Linked DNA regions of Mus musculus: region 2 is linked to region 1. A link is a contact called in public Hi-C data. All regions are on one chromosome and are shown on one strand. Each heading gives the region's core, a stretch centred on a gene start, on an enhancer-like site or on the middle of the called end of the contact. The rest is flanking DNA. Distances are from core to core; before and after follow the strand shown. Region 1 has its middle 15 kb from the start of Gm28231. Region 2 overlaps Snx14 (sorting nexin 14).

The links. A called contact is a pair of places that touch in the nucleus more often than the background predicts.
Region 2: a Hi-C map of erythroblasts shows a contact between it and region 1, with 2.9 times the contacts expected there. The contact joins two enhancer-like sites. A contact is called at or near these places in 2 of 484 Hi-C or Micro-C datasets (embryonic fibroblasts and erythroblasts), 1 of 115 datasets of contacts at active chromatin or transcription factors (CD8 T cells) and 4 of 9 other capture datasets (adipose tissue, embryonic stem cells, liver and 1 more).

What each region holds. Positions count from the first base shown.
Region 1 is chr9:88,271,150-88,277,802 of GRCm38.p6, forward strand. No RefSeq gene overlaps it. Among named protein-coding and RNA genes, the nearest start is that of Gm28231, 15 kb to the left of the region's middle. Within about 2 kb of position 2,397, at least 130 of the 459 cell types and tissues checked have an H3K27ac peak or open chromatin away from gene starts, as enhancers often do. A contact at or near this core is called in erythroblasts, where this site is marked.
Region 2 is chr9:88,401,388-88,407,923 of GRCm38.p6, forward strand. Snx14 (sorting nexin 14) reads right to left here. Exons shown (of 29, transcript NM_001359958.2): 8 at 5,939-6,095; 9 at 3,853-3,928; 10 at 3,312-3,356; 11 at 3,124-3,204; 12 at 2,917-3,031; 13 at 1,878-2,033; 14 at 757-881; 15 at 533-591. Among named protein-coding and RNA genes, the nearest start is that of Snx14, 34 kb to the right of the region's middle. Within about 2 kb of position 2,979, at least 83 of the 459 cell types and tissues checked have an H3K27ac peak or open chromatin away from gene starts, as enhancers often do. A contact at or near this core is called in erythroblasts, where this site is marked.

The sequences.
Region 1 (6,653 bases), core at 1,147-3,646:
TCTCAATTCTTCTGCCCTAAGAAGACACAGAGTCTCAGCTACACTGTGACTTCAATACCAGTCTGAGCTATATATGTTCTATCTAAAATAAAGAGAATAATAGGAAAAAAAGAAGAAGAAGACACAGAGTAGGGGACCCTAGATCAAGCTTCCCAGTGACACCATCTTGGATGACTACTATAGCTACCCAGTGAGAACTATGGCATCCTTGAGGAACCTTACTCTCTGGGTCTGTTTCTTTACAAGGTTTCTATCTAGGCCAATATAGATCTAAAACCCTCCCCTCTCAGTTTTCATAACAGCCTTGAGAGTGGGAATATTCAGTGGTCAGAATCTGGGCTGGGTGTTTGTGGGTTCTTGGCCTCTAATCCAAGAATGGAATAAAAACCCACACAACTTGCAAAGTAGCAAGGAAACTTGATTCAAAATGAAGCTGTAGAATAGATCAGAATATTTAAGAGAGCAGGAGAGCGGCAGACCACAAGGCTGAAGACACTCAATAACCTGTTTACTTCCTGGGGTCTCTTGTTATGGAGTCTAAAAGAGTGAAGGGCTGGCTACTGATGGAACACATTTATTTGGAGGTTCCCTGTTCTGCCTGATAGATTAAGCTCTAGTACACGTTTCTCTTCCCACAATGCATCTGGTTTTAATCATGTGTGCACATAGTTACACATAGACACATAGAGTGATAAATGGGCTTCTCCATAACTATCACTTGAGGACACTGATTTGCTTTGTTTCATAAGGTTTTGGTTGATCTAAAACCAGTTCAGGCCAGATATGCCTTTCTGGTCTTCTATTCAGACATGAGGAGAGTGTGATTGAATGTACTCTGTCTGAGTTTAAGGAGAGGAGAAATCTATTCCACTATTCAGAGATGGATGTGTATTCATCTAGATACAAGTGGGATCTAGATGCTAGATTGCTAGGTGCATTATTCAGAGTGAGGTGTGTGTGCAGATAAGAATTTCAAGCTAGGGCGGGGGTGGGGGTATAGGGGACTTTTGGGATAGCATTTGAAATGTAAATGAAGAAAATATCTAATAAAAAATTAAAAAAAAAAGAATTTCAAGCTACCAAGTCTATTATTATTAGGAAATAGGTGTGTATATAGCCCTAACCAAAGAGTCCCAGGCTCGAAACTATTCCCAATGTTCCCCTGCCTCAGGAGCATTTTCACAGCACAACATGTTCCCATACTTTGCTTCCTTAAAGACTGAGCCCCGCCGGGAGGTGGTGGCACATGCCTTTAATCCCAGCACTTGGGAGGCAGAGGCAGGCAGATTTCTGAATTTGAGACCAGCCTGCTCTACAAAGTGAGTTCTAGGACAGCCAGGGCGATACAGAGAAACCCTATCTCAAAAAAAAAAAAAAAAAAAGATTGAGCCCTAAATTTATACTCCATCTTCAGAAGCTCCAGTTTAAGCAGCCATTCCACACACATCAGGAGGGTCACTTCAGCCTGTTGGCCAGTACCTGCTTCTCCGCTAGGGGCCAGCCCCTATCATTCTCACTCCTGTCCAGAATTATAGTGAATAAAATTTCTCCACATCATAGAATAACTGAGCAAATATTTGGCACATAACTGATGTGCAACATACTAGTGGAAGATGTAAAGAAGGAAATGAATATATGAGAGAAGAGGATGCAGTTGTGTGAGTTGACAGATAAAGCTGGAGTCCAGGTTAGGGTAGAATCAAACATTCTCACAAAAAGCATAGAAATGGGCAAGTCAGCACAAGGCACACGCTCCTAGCAAACTTCCTAAGCTGAGGAATTAAGAAACTCTGCGGCATGGAAGTGCCTTACAAAGTTGGCATGCTTTCTAAGCAAAAGAAATGTCGTTCAAGCAATGTGCCAAGGGCCGAAGAAGCTTTTAGTAAGATAGGTAGATATATGGATGAATGGGTGGATGGATGAATGGATGGATGGATGGATGGATGGATGGATGGATGGATGGATGGGTGGGTGGGTGGGTGGGTGGATGGATGGATGGATGGATGGATGGATGGATGGATGGATGGATGGAAGGACGGATGGACAGATGGACAGATAGATAAAATAAAAAGAGTAAATTGACTTCAACAAGAAGGGAGACAGCTGGGGACTGGATTTCTATCCCTACAGCAAGTTTTCTTGGTGCATCATTAGACTCCAATGGCCAGCCTTGGAACAAGGCACAGAGATGTGACTTTGGTCTCTCAGAGTCTCTGTTCTCTGGGCAACACAACCCTTAGCTGGGTATGAATGAATCACATCCTCAGGAAATGACAGCTGTCTGTCTAGATCGGTCTCTGGAAAGTCTGAAGAAACAACGCTTGTCCGCAGGATTGATGCAATTCTAAACCACACAGTTACTCAAAGCCTTGCAGGAGGTGTGCCCAGTCACTGGCTCAGCCTGGGCAATGCTGAGTCTGTTCAGGAAACGGGTAAGCCAGCTTAGAGCAGAGCCCTTGCTTAGTGGGTTGACAGCTTGCTTCTTGATTTTTTGCTTCAACAAATTGATGTTGAGGAACCATTCTGAAGCAAGGCAGTAAAGCTCCAAGCTGGGAACCCAGCTTTAGGGGGGTAGCATACGTGATATCACACTTCTCTTTTTAAAATGTATTTATTTTATTTTTCATTTATTTGTAGGTATGTGTGTAGGTATGTGTGCATGTGCGTGCGTGTGGTGGTGATGGTGGTGGTGGTAGTGGTAGTGGTGGTGGTGGTGTGTGTGTGTTTTTGTATGTGAGGAGACAAGAAAAGGGAATTGGAGCTGGAGTTATAGGCAGCTGGGAGATTCCTTTCATGGAGTCCTGGGAACTGAAATCCCACCCCTAACCACAGAGCCATTTAAAATATTTTTTAAAACTTACATATCAAAGTTTATCCAGGGAGCACTTTGATTGTGTAGCAGGAAGACTGGAGGTTCAGAACACTAGTCTAGGGCTAACCTTGTTCTGAGAGAACAAGGTAGTGTTTTTATGCTCACATATGCCACATGGGTAGGAAACTGGGCATCACTGGGAGAGCTGAGTCAATCTGGCTGGCAAAGGTTCAGGAAATCTGGATGAGGCCTGTCTGCACTGTGCACATAAGTAACACTCTCAGGCATGGGCAGGGTTTTTGTTTATCTTCCAAGCTGGCATGAATCCTGTGGGGAGCCAAGTGGAGTCACAGTGTGGTCTGAAGCAGGTCACATTAACCAGTCACTCCCCTCAGCCCTTGGTTTGCAACAGGTCTAAATAAATAAATAAATAAATAAATAAATAAATAAATAAATAAATAAAAGTTTGGCAAAGAATTCCAGAAAGGGATCTCAGAAGACAACGTAAGGAAGGCTCACTGGGGCTTTCCAGTCAAGCTGAGAGACTCCCAGGTGTCAGCCTCAATCCAGCACAGAAAGCCCTCAGCAAGGCCAGGTAGAAACATTCATTTGTTTCTCTAAGCTAAAACAATACATCCTTCTAGGTCACAGTTCCAAAAACTGCAGACCAGACCATTTCCCGGGAGTCTGATACAAGCGTGCTGCTATAAATTAAAAGTAAACACAGTGGGTTTAGTGAGACACAAAGCTTACAGAGAAAAGTGGGAAGCCCTCATCAGTGTTAAGGGGAAAAGTATAAACACGGCTTTGACTCAAATCGAGAGAAAAGGTGGAATCAAAAGCCAAGTGGTTTGAAATCTGGAAACTTCCTTTCTAAGGAAAGGTTTGTCTTACTAAGTTAATGTTTTACACACTTGTGCAAAGTCCAGGGTATATGCTAGTCCACATGGACATGTCCAGAGCTCCTAAGATCCACATAGTTCTGCCTTTGGTGACAGCACCCAGCTACTGGGTACTAGCTGTCATGCTCTCCTTGAATCCACCCACTCTCAGGCCCCTTAGCTGCCTCTTCTCTTCTGTGAGAGCTTCCTTTGAGCGTCTTCAAGCTCTAGACAGAGGGAAGGACAGCACAGAGGGCATAAGAACATTTTACACTGACACAGCTACATAAAGTGAGGCTTGGCAAGTTTATATCCTCTATGTAATAACTTGCTCCAATGATGGTCATGAAAGCCTCAAAGTTTAAATACAAATATGTGCACATTCTTAAGAACATAAAATGTATACCTAAAGACCTTTGTACATATAAAATCTGTATACTTTATACTTTGAGACTAGACAGATTGCACAGAGGTTAAGAGCACATACTGCTCTTCCAGAGGACCAGTTCCCAGCAACCATGTTGGGTAGATCACAATTGCCTGCAAATAACTCCAGCTCCCAGAGGATCTGATGCCTCTGGCCTCTGAGGACACTAGTGCTCACCTACACATACATATACATAATTAATAAAAAATTAATCTTTAGGGGGCTGAAGAAATGCTTCAAAGGCTAAGTCCACTGGCTACTCTTCCAGAGAACTGAGGCTCTATCCCTAGTAATCAGCGCATAACTGTCTGTAACTCCAGTTCGAGGGTATCCAATGCTTTCTTTTGGCGTCCATGGGCACCAGGCATGCATGAGATACACAGACACACAAGTAGGCAAAACATCAGTGGTGGTTTTAATGATGATACCCCCCCACATTGGCTCATATATTTGATTAGTTGATCCCAGTTGGTGTAGCTGTTTGGGAAGGATTTGGAAATGTGGCTTTATTGAAGGAGGTATGTCAGTGGAGATGGACTTGAATGTCTTTAAAAGCCCACACCATTCAGTTATATCTCTGTGCCTCATGGTTCTGACTCAAGATGAGCATCCAGCTACTTCTCCAGCACTATGCCTATCTGCCTCCTACCATGCTCCCAGCGATGATGATCATGGACTCAAACCCTCTGAAACTATAAGCACCAAATAAACACTTCCCATTTTAAATTGCCTCAGTCATGGTGTTTTATCACAGCAACAGAAGACTAACTAAGATAGTACCCTTACACATAAACTAAAATAATCTTTAAAAACAACAACAACCTTATGAACACCAGAAATAGGAAGAAAATGCTAGGAGTAGATCAGCCGGAACAATGAGTGGTTCCAGCAAACACGTTAGCCATGGTCTCTTTGCTCTTGTGCTCTTCAGTTATAGCTGTGGCATGTTGAAGTGGAGGGGAACTGAAAATAACTGAGTATTTGACGATAACAACCTGTTATTTTTGGAACATGGTGATTGAGTTGAACACAATCAAAGTACAGTGGTGACCAATCTCCCTTTCTTCTAGGATGAGCAAACAGATGATTAAACAGTGATGTCAGTGTCCTTGACCACACTCAAATGAGCAGCTGTCTAGCTGCTGCCTCTGCTCAACTGATGCTGTGTTTTGATTGTAGTCAGAAGCATTCAAACACAACAGAGTTGGTAAAGTGTTATGGGAGGAGGCTTGCTTGCCTCCACTCAATTGACATTGTATGAATCCAGAGGTTGTGCCTGTGTGTGTGTGTGTGTGTGTGTGAGAGAGAGAGAGAGAGAGAGAGAGAGAGAGAGAGAGAGAGAGGGAGAGAGAGAGAACAAGAGACAGAGAGAACAAGAGAGAGAGAACAAGAGAGAGAGAACAAGAGAGAGAGAACAAGAGAGAGAGCGAGAGGGAGCAAGAGAGAGAGCAAGAGAGAGAGTGTGTGTGTGTGTTGGAGGGGTTATAATCAGTTTTAGCTGATGTCTGTGCAGACATTGAATATGTAGAATTGTGCCACTACTGGAAGAAAATTCTATCCAAAAAAATGGCACAATAGTAACAGGAGGAGGAGAAAGAGGAGGAGGAAGGGAAGGGAAGGGAAGAAGAGGAGCAAGAGGAGGAGGAGGAGAAGATGATGATGATCACAGATTTCTCATAAAGAAAGCAACAGCTACTCAGCCCTCATGTGGAAAAATGTAAAAGTTCTCTCACAGCACTGCTGTCATGTGTCTAAGAGAGGACAGTTGGGGCAAGAGCAGAAGGGCTCCCCTGCGACAGATTCTCTTGCAATGGTGTCTCGTCTCCAGAAGACTGTGCGGTGCTGACCTCTCCCTGCTCCCTGTAGTTTCAGTCTATTTCTAGCTCCACAGTGAGTGAGTTTCCTGGAGCTACTTACAGGAACATGGGTTCCTTACAGGACCATGCTTAGAGGCAGCTGAATCATCCAGCGGAGGTGATGACTCATGGAGCTTGGAACTCTGGAGATCTGTGGACGACATGGAGTCCTTACAGTTTATACATGCATCTGGCAAGCTTGCGGGACTTCCTGAGATTTCTGAGTTGTTCACTGTCTGAGACATAAAGAGCCTCAGTTTAGAACCTTTTGAGTCTCAAGGAGCTTCTGTTCCAAGAAAGTAGCTACACAGCACGGTACACATGTGTCCTTCTGCCCTATGTCCTTTTCTCTGTCTTGGGAATTTAACACAGATTCCAAGTTTGTTCTCACCTCTTCACCTTGCGATGAGGCTTAGACAGAACTCATAAGAACAGAGGTAACCAATGTGGTGGTGCAGGCCTGAAAACCCAGCACTCGGGAAGAGAAGGAAAGAGATCAGGAGACCAAGGTTATTCTCAGCTGTATATGGAGACTAACCGGGCTACAGAAGACTATTGTTCAAGAGAAAATGACTAAAGGAAGGGAGTGTTTAGTGGAGATTTTACATCTGTGGTTGACTGCTCAAGGAAGCCCTTTCCCACACATCCCGTATATGATGATGTAATGTTGCTCCTGT
Region 2 (6,536 bases), core at 1,729-4,228, 130 kb after region 1:
TATTCCTAAGGAGTTGTACTTTGAGTACACAATAAACTGGGTCAGACTTCGCTGTATGCATTAAAAATTTACTTTTAAAGTACAAGTAAACAAAATGTAAACAAACCAAAAAAATAAAATCGTCTTTAAATACTTTAAGCCATTTAACAGCAAACTGGATACTCTAAATTTCCAATCAAAGGATGTTAGCAAACTCTTCTAATGGTTAAGTATCAGAGAAGAGGCCTCTTAAGTGTGACTGCTAACATTAAAGTTAAGTAAATACGGAGAAAAACATACTTTAAACGGCTGTATTCATATCTGTATGTCCAACCTGCCTTTTTTATATTTTAAAACTAGAAAAGGTATACAAAAGATACCGGGTGCCCTTAAAAGGGCAAAGAGAGCTCTCCAGCGCTGAAGCTGGAGCCTTTGACTTCAGTCATCTAGCAGGTGGGTTTTATTTAGGCAAACAATGAAAAAGACTATAATGCCATCAGAAAATAGCAACAGCAGGTTAAAACCAGTACACACCCAGAGGTAAACTGCTTACCTGTTGAATTTGGAATTGCGTGTGGGCGATTCTGCACCTCTTAAAAGTTGCCTAAAATACTTCAAAACAACAAGACAAATTAGGATTAACAAAACCAGTACTTGACATTGAAACACACTACTTTCTCTTACTTAATCTTGCTTTTTTAAAATTTATTTCGCTACTTAAATCTCAGACCCAACACTATCAGAGCCACTCTGAAGAAGTGGAGAAGCCTGACTCACCTCATCACTGTGGCAGAACATGGGGGTAAACACGTTCTCCAACAGGGAAAGGACGTGCTCATATGCTTCAAAAAGACACCTCATAGTTTGCAGCTTCACAACATCTATGTATGGGCCTTCAGCAACTATTTAAAACAACCCAATTGTACAAGTTATTGCTGAGTAACAGAAAGGTAACATATTCATTTAAATTTCACTATGTGAAATGAACATACAAACTATGTTTAATAGAAACTCCTACAGAAGAAATCTCACTAGAATGGGAAATGAGAAAGATTTACCTCCAGCTCTGAGAAACATTAGTTATGTGAGTTGTTTTATCTTATGGACTCTTTTGAGTGTCAGGGTCCCACTAAGCAGCCAGACTCAAGTGGAATTTCCTTGTAGGATAGGCTGTCCTTGAACCCATGATCTTCCTGCCTCCACCTCCAAGGGCTAAGATTACAGGCATCCACCTTCATGCCTGCCTCAGTTATATTTATAGTGAACACTTCTCTTTCTCAAAGCTTTAATCTTGTCAGTAAAATATGTAAAAAAAAAAAAAAAAGTCTTAACTAAGAAAGTTAATAAAAGGTCCTAAGTATTTTTTAAAGCATCTTAACTGCTGCTGGAATGACTAAAAAATACGTGAAGCGCTCAAGAGTGCGCTTGGTAACTGCTCTTGCAAAGGACCAGAGTTCAGTTACCAAAACCCATGTTGGCAGCTCACAACCGTCAGCACTAGAGGGCTCTAAAGCCTCTGCCCTTCAAGGGCACCTGGGCACATGTACACACTCGAACACACACACACACACACACACACACACACACACACACACACACACACGCACGCACGCACGCACTTGAAAATAATTATTCAAGCAATAAAAAGTGCCAGGAGTGGTGACTCATGCTTTTAATCCCAGCACTGGGGAAGCAGAGATGGACAAGTCTCTGAGTTTGAGATCAACCTGGTCTATAAAGTGAACTCCAAGCTACCCAGGGACACATAGTGAGAGGCTCCTCCCTCAAACAAACAACTGTATAAATTAATCTTTTTTTAAAGTAGAATAAGAGACACGAAGAAAACGCAGCAGACGGGAACAATGCCGACCACCCATGCACTATCCGCTCTGACTTACTTCTTTGAATCTCTTCGACAATGAAGGGATCAAAGCGAATTTTGTCAATGCTTTCATCCAAGCAGTAGGTCTTATAAATCTTCTGCAATTCTTCATGGAGAGATAGCATTTCATCATTTGATAACTCTGGACGCAAAATTCTATCATTAAATTCCTCTAACAAATTAGAGAGAGATTAAGAAAAAAAGTTAATATAAATGCTTTCATGAAAACTTCACGCTCTTATTCTAACTAGAAGCAGAAAATATAATCAAATTATTATTTTAAACTTTTAGAAAAGGACTTGAGAGTAGAATACTCAAATTAAAAACAAATTCAGCCAGGTAGGGGTGGCGCAAGCCTTTAATCCCAGCACTCGGGAGGCAGAGGCAGGCGGATTTCTGAGTTCGAGGCCAGCCTGGTCTACAGAGTGAGTTCCAGGACAGCCGGGACTACACAGAGAAACTCTGTCTTGAAAAAAAACAAAAAAACAAACAAAAAACAACAAAAACAACAGATACAAAAAAAAACAAACAAAAACCCAAATTCAACAAGATTTTTATGTTAATATAAAATATATAAACATGGCTAGCAATACAAATTTGCTACAACAGACTAGTAAGCATATTTGTAATATTTTCTATAAAGAACATATTAGATTAGTTTCTCATACCAAAGATCTGTCAAGATTGTAAAATCTGATTGCTCACTAAGTAATAATGACAATCCAGCTCGGAAAGTTTCTCACAGATCCAACGCGCCGTGATATTCCAGCTTGGCACTCCTAACAGAATGCTGGCCGAGCGGTGCTGATTTGGACTGTGAGATCTTTCACACAGCACCACCACACTGGATTTTTAGAGATTCTTTTCTGCTACTAGAATCTGACTGCAGGCAATGTTACGGTCATGCCCCACCTAGAAAGGACTAGACAGCTGGAGAAGCTCAGTCACCCGAGATATCTAGCATGAAATGTCGTCTGGACAGCAGATCTGCTCTAAACAGCCACAGCACTAGCAAGCATGGTGACGTCACTGGTGACACGCAGAGGAAGCCTCACCGACTGTCAGACAGAACTGCAGGACGTGCACGGCCCCTTCTTGTTTCAGGAAGTTCATAAAGCGGAACAAAAGGTCCTGCTGTTCTCTGATTTGTTTCAGCTCTAACTTCAGCACCTTGTCGCAACATGAGAGGAAGAGTAAGTGAAAGATACATGAATGTATTTTAAAACTGTTATCTCCAAAACATTAATGCTGAAAACACTCACGGATGGCTTTTTATTTCTAGGTTCTGCAAATTTCTGCAGGAATGGAACCAAAGGGGAAGCTGGTTCAGTTGCTTTTTCAGGCTTGGAAGAAACAGAATTATCAATTCAGTAAAATTCGCACTAGAGTTGGTACATACAGTTCAAACAAAGCAGTTCCAAGTGTCGCACGCAGTACGCTCAATACTCACAGGGCTGTCGTCTATGAAGATGATAAGCAAATGATTGACAGTATCCTAATGGGACGTAAGAAGCACAGGTCAGAATAACCCACTGTCATGTTCTGCCAAAAATTCTCAGAACTTTCACATTATCAAGTTTGCTAGAAAAATAAACAGCACAGTGACTGGCTAAATATCTGTATCTGTGTGTTACAGAGGGACTCCTAAAGAACTACAATCAAACCAGTCAGAACTGTTGAAAGTGTCCATCCAAGAACAAATAAATAAGCAAAATGTGACACACACATAGAATGGATTACTACTGAGACTTGGCAAGGAAAGGACTACTAAAACATTCCTCTGCCAAGGAATTACTGTTTATGGGTGTAGAATTTACAGGATTTTCGTTTTGTTAAGACCAACACTTTGGAAGGTGATGATGATGGTCACTCAAATAAGCACATGTTTCAAAACAATGTACTATACACACAAAATGGCTAAACAGTAATTCAAGAGTATTTTATAAAAAAGAAAGAAAGAAAGAAAAAGAAAAGAAAAAATGTAATCTTACTGGATCAGCTAGGAAATCCAAAGAAGGAAGAAGCACAGAACCAGACAGAATCTCTCTTATGAGTAATGTCAGGGACCTGGAGACAGAAGTAATAATAATTAATAATAATAATTAATAATAATAATTCTGTAATCAGTGACCCGCACAAGTTCCTCATTGTCAAGCACTTAACTAACTAAAGACCCCACGGAAATGAAACTATGGGGATGGACATGGTAGCGCACGCCTTTAACCCCAGCACTGGAGAGGCAGAAAAAATTGGATCTTAGTTCAAGGCCAGCCTGATCTACACAGCAAGTTCCAGGTCAGCTACAGGCTGTACTATGAAACCATGTAGGTAGGTAGGTAGGTAGGTAGGTAGGTAGGTAGGTAGGTAGATAAGTAGGTAGATAGGTAGATAGGTAGGTAGGTAGGTAGGTAGGTAGGTAGGTAGGTAGGTAGGTAGAAAAGAAAGAAAAAAGGAAAGGGGAAAGGGGAAGGGGGAAGGGGGAGAGGGGGAAGGAGGAAGGGGGAAAGGGGAAAGGGGAAAGGGGGAAGGGGGAGAGGGGGAAGGGGAAAGAGAAAAGGGGAAGGGGGAAGGGGAAGGGGAAAGGGGGAAGGGGGAAGGGGAAAGGGGGAAGGGGAAAAGGGGAAAGGGGAAGGGGGAAGGGGGAAGGGGGAAAGGGGGAGAGGGGGAAGGGGAAAGGGGAAAGGGGAAAGGGGGAGAGGGGGAAGGGGAAAGGAAAGATGGAGCTGGGAGTGTAGTTCAGTGGAAGAGCGCTTGTCTTATGTGGCTGTTTAGGCTCCTCCCCTACGTACACACTTATCTATCCAAAAAACTCAGATTAAAATTCAGTAGGACCAGGAAGGGCCGTACAATTCTGCATTTTCAGCAAGTGTCTAGATGCTTCTGCTGCAGCATCACACACTTGGACTTGCGCTCTTCATTTGCTAAAAGTGCCCACTGTTTAAAGGAAATGAGCGCTCTCTTACAGGAGGGAGCAGGAAGACATCAGAGCACTTTTCCTTCTCGAATCTTTGCTAGCTTTATAAGTTCACGTTTACAGGCTGGAGATGTAGCTGAGAGACTGAGTAGCATGTACAAGGTCCCGGGTTTGCTCCTTAACACACACACCAAAAAACTGTGTATGTATGGTATATCCAACAGCATGCGCCCTAAGACTAAGGACAATTTAACTGGCAACACAAATGAGACTAAAGATTTCTTTACGAAGGAGGATCAGTATGTTTCCCAGGACGGATTTTCACATTTGCACTCTGCTCAGGCACCTACATAGATGAGATCACAGCAGCATATCCAGCTAGACAGCTTGATCAAAACACTAAAATACCTCTACCAACATGCACTTCTATATCGTCTAATGATTAAATATTTGCAAGTACATCACTGAGCTGAGCATGGTGACACAGACCTACAACCCTAAATTGGGAGACAAAGCAGGTCGAGAACACTATGTAGCATGGCCCTGTCTCAATGAACGGAAAGGAAGAGAGGGAGAGCGGACAGAGGAGAGAGGAAAGAATGAGCCACAATTTTCCCCTCTAAATTGTTCTTTTACTGTAAATAACAATCTAAGAACTATCAGGATAAGGGTAATGAAGTAACTTATGGGCAAAATCCACATATACTTCTCTAGAAGAAGGGGGAATGGAGGGAAGGACCCCTAATTATTCTTTCCAGCTGGACAGCTTAAAAACCAAACTTGTCTGCAAAGTATGCTCAAAGTGTTTCTGTCTATAAGAATCATGGTATGCATGTCTTTAAAAAGGAACATCAAGAAAATAAAGCAGAAATATTTCAAATAAAATTAAGTGTCCTCATTTATTTAACTGTGACTTCTACAATCAGTTTTTAATAACAAATTCTAAGGCAAAATAACAAATACTCAGCACCTAAATTGGCATTTTAACATCTGACCAAATTATTCTCAAGTGAAAAACTATTCATACCATAAATTTATACCAAGTTTTAGTGAAGCCTTATTATAATAAAACAGCAATATACATGCTATATGTATATGCTATATAGATATATTCACTATATACATTACAAATACTACTATGATATTTTCTAGTGCGTTTATACCTGCAGTCTGTTGCTTTAGGAGGCAAAATATAAGGAAAAAGTAACTCAGTAAGCTTCCTTAAATACTGTAATTCATCTCTTCGACTTCTCAGGGCCACATGAAGCTCTGGACCATATTCTTCTAAAGCGGCTTGTTGTAAATACTCCGTGTTCTTTACTGTAAATAACAATAAAAACTATTGGATGAGTTATGAAATATTAAATTACTTCATTTGCATTAGCATACAGAACATGTATTCCTCATTCCTCTCCTGGCCCCTGCTTTCTGAATAGAAATGGAAAATTTTACAGAAATAAGACATAAAGGAAGACTTTCTCCTCTCCCATGAACTTACTTACAGCAGTGGTTTGAATAGGGATGACCCCATAGGCTCATAAATTGGAATGTTTGTTCATTAGGGAATGGTAATACTTGACAGAAATTAGGAGGTGTGGCCTTGTTAGAGTAGGTGCGCCTTGTGAGAAGTGTCACTGGGAGGGGCTTTAAGGTTTCAATACTTAAGCCAGGCCCAGTGTCTCTTTCTCTTCCTGCTCCCTGCCAGTCCGCATGTAGAACTCTCAGCTCCCTCTCCAGCACCGCTTCCTGCCACGGTGGGAA